Linked DNA regions of Mus musculus: region 2 is linked to region 1. The links are chromatin contacts, called in public promoter capture Hi-C maps. All regions are on one chromosome and are shown on one strand. Each heading gives the region's core, a stretch centred on a gene start, on an enhancer-like site or on the middle of the called end of the contact. The rest is flanking DNA. Distances are from core to core; before and after follow the strand shown.

Evidence for each region. Promoter capture Hi-C pulls out the DNA fragments that hold promoters and counts their contacts.
Region 2: a contact with region 1 is called in a promoter capture Hi-C map of embryonic stem cells. The contact joins the promoter of Zfp113 here to the promoter of Actl6b in region 1. A contact is called at or near these places in 4 of 39 promoter capture datasets (3T3-L1-derived adipocytes, embryonic stem cells, hippocampal neurons and 1 more).

The regions. Positions count from the first base shown.
Region 1 is chr5:137,551,580-137,554,817 of GRCm38.p6, reverse strand. It overlaps Actl6b (actin-like 6B), which reads right to left and starts at 1,272. Exons shown (of 14, transcript NM_031404.5): 1 at 1,159-1,272; 2 at 678-754; 3 at 140-305. The coding sequence starts at 1,183.
Region 2 is chr5:138,154,393-138,158,122 of GRCm38.p6, reverse strand. Zfp113 (zinc finger protein 113) reads left to right here and starts at 2,379. Exons shown (of 5, transcript NM_019747.4): 1 at 2,379-2,493.

The DNA.
Region 1 (3,238 bases), core at 23-2,522:
CAGCAGTTGTAGGGAACAGTGAGACCCTTGGGACTTGGGCAGCAGCAAGCAAGGTTCTGTGGGTATGGAGATCGGCAGCCACACACTGGGCGTGGGGCTCCCAGTCTGTTTCAGAAAGTAGTGGGTGAGGGTCCCTTACTCATGCCATTCTTGAGGGGCGACATGACCTCCGCTCCATCCCGAGGCACGTGCAGGGCATTGGTGTCGATGTGGAAAATCTTCCCTTTCTTCTCTTTCTCCCCCTCCAGCTCCAGCCCGCCCCCCTCTTCTGCGGCCAGCAGCCCCACAGTGGTGGGGAAGTCAGCCTGGTTACAAGGAACATGAGCAGGGAGCTAGATTATTCCCTTCTTTTTTGGAGACAGGCTCTCACTGTGAACCTCTGGCTGGCCTGGAACTGTCGCTGTAGACCAGGCTGGACTTGAACTTACAGAGATCTGCATGTCTCTGCGTCCAGAGTGATGGGATTTAAAGGAACGCACTACCCTGCCCAGCTGGATCATCCCTGCTAGTCCCTGGTTCAATTGCACTCAAGGCCCTCAGCCACCCCCGGGGTCCTTCCCCTGTCTCCACTCAGGTGAGCTACTTGAATTGACCTGTGCGCATTTGTTCATAGGCCGACCCGCCTGGCAGAGGGTGTCCGAGCCCCTGGGATTTGGGGAGGGGACTGGAAGGCTCACCTTGGGGCAGTCCTCCCCAGCGTACCCAGCTCGGACTGAGAAAGAGCCAATGTCAAAGACGAGCGCCCCCACCTCATCTGTGCAAGGAGACAGGCTTGTGAGGAGACCTCTCCCAAACTGTCTCCCTATATAGCTTGGAGAGGATTCTGGGGTTATAGCCACAGTTTAAACTTCAGCGGGGAGTGGGTGGGAGATCCACCTGGACTTCAGGGCGTTCTGGAAGTAGAGGGTCAAAGCCACCAGAGTTCCCTCTTGCCTAGCGGCCTGGCAGGGAAAAGAAAGGTCCAGGGCCCGAGAGGCAGTGTACACTTGGGAACCCCAAGAGAATGGAAAGCAGAAGTAGTGGGAGACCCAAACCTCAGACTGGACCTGATGCAGTACGGAGGTGACAGGCCCAGGGATGCTCAGGGCTTGGGACGCGCGGGTTCGGGATGCAGGGCTGTAGACCAGGCCGAGAGCCCAGTGCCCCAGGCCGGCTCACCTCCGCCGTAGACGCCCCCGCTCATAGTGCCCTCTCTACGCTGCTCGCGGCCCGTGGGCGGCGGCGGGATCAGCACCGAGGCGGCCGGACAGCTCCCGGGATCCCGGGCGGGGCGGGGCGCAGCGGCGGCCAATCAGAACACTGGATCCCCTGCCCCCAACGGCGCGGCCGATTGGTTATGAAGCGAGACAATAACCCGGCTGGGGGCCGCTGCTTTAAAGGTACAGCCGCTTCTTCATTCCGAGGTTGGGAGGAGGCGAGGGTCCAATTGCAAAGACTATGGACACAGAGAAAAGAGGAAAGAGATGGAGACGAGGACTCCACAGGGCAACGGATGGAATGGGACCTTCTGATGACATGGGACCCTCGTTTCTTGGTCTTTTTTATTTATTCATATTTTTACGTAGGTGAGGGAGGGGTCTCCTCTCAACCAGAGATGTCCATCCTCAGACTCCTGAGCCAGAGTCTACCGCATTCAGTCTAAATGCAATCACAGAAATGAGGAGATGAGAAGACTGAGGGACCAGAGGAGTATGCCTCTCCATCTCTTCCTGTGTCTTTTTACCTTTGTCTCTGGGCTTATTTATTTATTTATTTATTTGACCAGAATGGTCTCAAACTCAGAGAGATTTCCATGCCGCTGCCTCCAGTACAGCACACGACTAGATTTTCCTTTTTCTTCCTTCCTTCCTTCCTTCCTTCCTTCCTTCCTTCCTTCCTTCCTTCCTTCCTTCTTTCTTTCTTTCTTTTCTTTCTTTTTTTCGAGACAGGGTTTCTCTGTGTAGTCCTGGCTGTCCTGGTAATCACTCTGTAGACTAGGCTGGCCTCGAACTTAGAAATCTGCCTGCCTCTGCCTCCCAAGTGCTGGGACTAAAAGCGTGCGCCACCACTGCCCAGCCCACAACTGGCTTTTCTTTTATTTAAGACAGGGTCTCATGTAGCCCAAACTCAAACTAATATATATATGAGGATGGCTTTGAACTTGTGGTCTCTTTACCTTCACTTCCTGGGTACTAAGATTACAAAGCCTATGCCAACACCCCAGTTTATGAGGGTCAGGGGATGGAACCCAGGCCTTCAGCATGTTAGACATGAACCGCATCTCCAGCCCCTTTCCTTCATCTTTCTGATGGCCATTTTTCCTTCTTGACTTTGTACATAACATATAATAAACATGTGAGTGCTCATGGCTAACATATAGTCACCTGGCTAACCTAGCAAGCCTTCTTTTTTACTATTTCTAAATTTTGAGATTATAATATATATGTATATATACTTAAAGATTTATTTATTTTATGTACACGAGCACACTGTCGCTGTTTGTCTTCGGACACACCAGAAGAGGGCATCGAATCTCATTACAGATGGTTGTGAGCCACCATGTGTTTTGGGAATCGAACCCAAAGCCTCCGGAAGAGAGCAGCCAGTGCTCTTAACCACTGAGCCACCTTTCCAGCCGTGAGATTTCAGGGATGACCGTTTTGTACTGATTTGTTCTTCCCTGGGGAAGATTATTTCTCCTGCTCTCAGCATTCTAGCTAGCCTTCTTGATCCATGTCTCTACACAGACACCTGTGGTCTAAAGTCAGTCACCAGGAAGTCCTGTTCTTTGCTGAGTGTAGTGGCAAACACTGTCTTTCCAGCATTTTGAAGGCTATGGCAGGATAGTAAGTTTGAAGTGGTCTGTGCTACACAGGACTTAGAGAGAACTTGTCTCAATAACTACAGTAGGGAAAAGAGATGTGGAAGAGATGCCTAACTGGGAAAGCACAAGGACCTTCGTTTGGAGCCCAGGCTCTCCTGTAAAGTCCAAGTGTGGCAGCTGGTACCTGCAGGGTGGGGGAGGTAGAGACAGGAGGATCCCTGGGGCTTGCTGGCTGCCCAGTCGCACAGAAACCATGTGCTCTGGGATCAGTGAGAGACCCTGTCTCAAAAAATAAGGTAAAGAATGACTGGGAAAGACACTTGACATTGAGCTCTGTCCTTGATACACACATACATATATGTGTTCGTGCAACTGAACACTTGTGTGTGTACATACAGAACACCACACGTGCACACAAAGTCCATTTTCTGAAAG
Region 2 (3,730 bases), core at 1,130-3,629, 600 kb before region 1:
AGCTTCTGCAAAAAATAAAAAATAAACTCTGACCAGTCTGCAATCCTCACTTCCCCTAAGGCGGTGCACCAAACCCCAGCAATCGGCGGTTACAGGCGGCACATCTCATATGATAGACACGCATTAGCTAAAGAAACAAACTTTTCCTCTTTCCCTTGGAGCTAGAGTCATAGGTGGTTGTGAGTGTACAGACATGGGTACTGGGAAATGAACTCCAGTCCTGGAATAAGAGTGCGTGCCTCTATCGTGTACTATTGACTAGTCATTCATGACATGGAATGGGGTTACCTACCTCTCTAAAACCTGTAAGATGCAATAGTACTCCTTACTCCTGTTAGTCTCCCGGCCTGAAATCTCTTCACAACTTCCAGCACAATCTCTGTAGCATTAATAATGCTTAAAATAAATTGTTTACCCCCAAACCACAATATGTCTCAGGGTACCTCTTGAACCCCAAATGTGAGCCTTTATAGGAAGCTCATTTTAAATATGTGTTTGTTAATTATTATCATTTGTTTTGAGACCGAGTTTTAGTGTGCAATTGAGGCTGGCCTCAAACTTTTGACTATCTTTCTGTTTCAGGCTCTAAAGTACTGCAATTACAGATGTGTACCCCACGTCAGGCTCGTAAGTGCAGAATCACTTATGTGTCTCATGTAGCCCAAGCTGGCTTTGAACTCAGTATGTACTGAAGAACGAACTTGAGTCCTTGATCTTCCTGCCACCACCTCCCAAATGCTAGGAATACAGTACTGTACCATATTGTCTGGTTTATGCACCATTGGGGATGGGGACCCAGGGCTTCAGCCAGGCTAGTCAAGCAATCTAAAAGCAAAGCTGTGGGCTGGAGAGATGGCTCAGTGGTTAAGAGCACTGACTGCTCTTTCGAAGATCCTGAGTTCAAATCCCAGCAACCACATGGTGGCTCACAACCATCTGTAATGAGATCTGACGCCCTCTTCTGGGGCATCTGAAGACAGCTACAGTGTACTTAGATATAATAATAATAATAAGTAAATCTTTAAAAAAAAAAAAAGTACTGGCTGCTCTTCCAGAGGACCCAGATTCCATGCACTCATATGGCCACTCATTACCGTAACTCCAGTTCCAGAAGATGTGATGGCTTCATCTGACCTATATCTGAATCAGGTGTGTGTGTATGTGTGTGTGTATGCAGGAGAAAAACACTCATTAAAATACTAAATCTTCAAATAAATATTAAATCTATTAAAATAATTTTTTGTCTTGCTTTTTTTGAGACAGGGTTTCTCTATGTAGCCCTGGCTGTCTGGAACTCACTCTGTGACCAGCCTGGCCTCGAACTCAGAAATCTACCTGCCTCTGTCTCCCAAGTGCTGGGATTAAAGGCGTGCACCACCACTGCCTGGTTAAAATAAATCTTTTAAAAACTGAGTGCTGAGTGCTTTAAAAAAAAACCCATGGTGCTATTTTGGATATAATATCATTAGCACCAACATAAATTCCAAATTTTAAAAATATAACTATTATACTTATCAAGCAGTGGAGAAATCATGTTAAAAAGGTAATCCTTTTTTCTACTATAAGAAGTTTTGAAATAAAATATTTTCTTAATTAGTGAGAATGTTCAAAATAATTAAAGAAAAATTGATGAGTAAAAAAAAAAAAACAAAAAAACAAAAAAAAAAAAAAAACAAAAACGGGGGCTGGAGACATGGCTCAGTGGTTAAGAGCACTGACTGCTCTTCCGGAGGTCCTGTGTTCAAATCCCAGCAACCACATGGTGGCTCAAAACCATCTGTAACAAGACCTGACTCCCTCTTCTGGTATCTGAAGACAGCTACAGTGTACTTACATATAATAAATAAAATAAATCTTAAAAAAAAAAAAACCAGAAAAACAAAACAAAAACCAAAACCCATGGTGCACTTTTATTTATTTATTTTTTTGTTTGTTTGTTTTGTTTTGTATCATAGGCCAGGCTGGCCTCACAGAGATCTGCCTGACTGTGCTTCCCCAGCGCTGGGATTAAAGGCGTGCGCCATCACGACCAGCCAATGGTGCACATTTATATTAAAGGATTCTTCAAGTTTCATATATTTGCTATGGAGGTGATGGTGTACTCTCTCTCTTGCTATGGAGGTGATGGTGTACTCTCTCTCTCAGAGCCACTAGAACTTGTGCCCTGAATTTCCTGGACCTCCAACTTCTTCAGCTTACGCATCGTCCCTTCCCAACCTGGCCAGCAAGTGGCGCAGTCTGGTGCCCTTGTTTCCCAGCACCATCGAGAACAGCACCATCAGCGTACCATCGAGAGATGAAGACCTCCCATTTTCCTAGAGAGAGCAAGTGGGCATTTGTTGTCCTGGGTGGTGAGAAAGGACGACCCGGAAACGATATGGGGAGGGGCAGTTTCCGTTCTTTGTTCTGTTCTCCGTTGTGTGGGTCTGTAACAGGGTCCAACAGGACCTGTTTCGTGTCCGGCCCCCTAAGTCTTACGTCCCTGTCCCCAGGGTGAGTGGGGCCATCTCCCGGACTCGCGGTGAGGTGGAAGTTGTGGTCTCCGGGGAAGGGGGTTGGTGTTCACACGTCCGCGGCCCGCCGGGGTTCTGGGCCCACCTTCCTCCTGCAGTCGCTGTCCAGCTCCGCAACCCTAGCTGCAGGCGCGCAGCGTGATCCCGGGTGTCGCGTAATGGGACTCCGGGTCTGCTTTTGTGTCTCTTACCGTCCCCAGCCCCAGTGTTTAAAATTCCTAGCGTCGCTACGGAGGTCTCCCTCTCTTTAAAACAACTGATGACAGATTGCCACCCTAACTTGGTACTCTCAGCACACCGATTTCTGTGTGAGGGCAGGAGAAGGAAGTTTTTCCTTAATTGGATCGGAAAACCAGACAGTAGTTCTGGGTCGCAGTGAGAACTAGGGCTTGGGAGGAGGTGCGAACTCGGGTCCTCCGTAACCTCACCAAGATCTCATGTCCTATGGCTATGAATAGGGTTTTTTTGTTTTGTTTTTTGTTTTTTTTTTTAAGCTTACTGACTGATACCTTTTCGTGGACATGCTGGGGCCGGCTCCCTGCAGAAGTGGCCGAGTATGTCCAGTGCATTAGCTGGCTAAAACATTGAGAACCTAGTTGAACACAGAGAACCTTAGTCCATTTCAGCTCTCTTAGGGTGTACTGAAAAGACAGTATGTGATGGTCTTTGCTGGTAGTTCCTAGCACATTCCTTTACCCTCCGTACTTCTTAAGTACCTATATTAGACATAAACTGAACCCGATTTCCCCATTTTGACCCCTTAATCATACAGAACTGGTAGAACCTAAAACAGAAATTCTCAACCTTCCTCATGCTATGACCTTTTAATGCAGTTTCTCATGTGATGACCCCCAACCGTAAAGTTATTATTGTCACTACTTCATAACCGTATTTTTTTTGCTACTGATAAGAACAGTAATGTAAATATCTGTGTTTTCCAATAGTCTTAGGTAACCCCTGTGAAAGAGTCATTCAACTTTCAAAGGGGTCACGACCTACAAGTTTGAGAAACAATGACCTAATGTGAATTTCCAGGAATTAGCCAAATTGGCTTGCTCACATCTAATCCCAGCACAGAGGCAAATGAAGCAAGGCCAACTTGTCCTATACAGTGAATTCCAAGCTAGTCTGGGCTATAGCCTGATTCTTACCCAATAAAGAAAGACCAAACCAAACAAACAAAAACCTCAGAACTGCACAAAAGGTGCTAAGTTTCC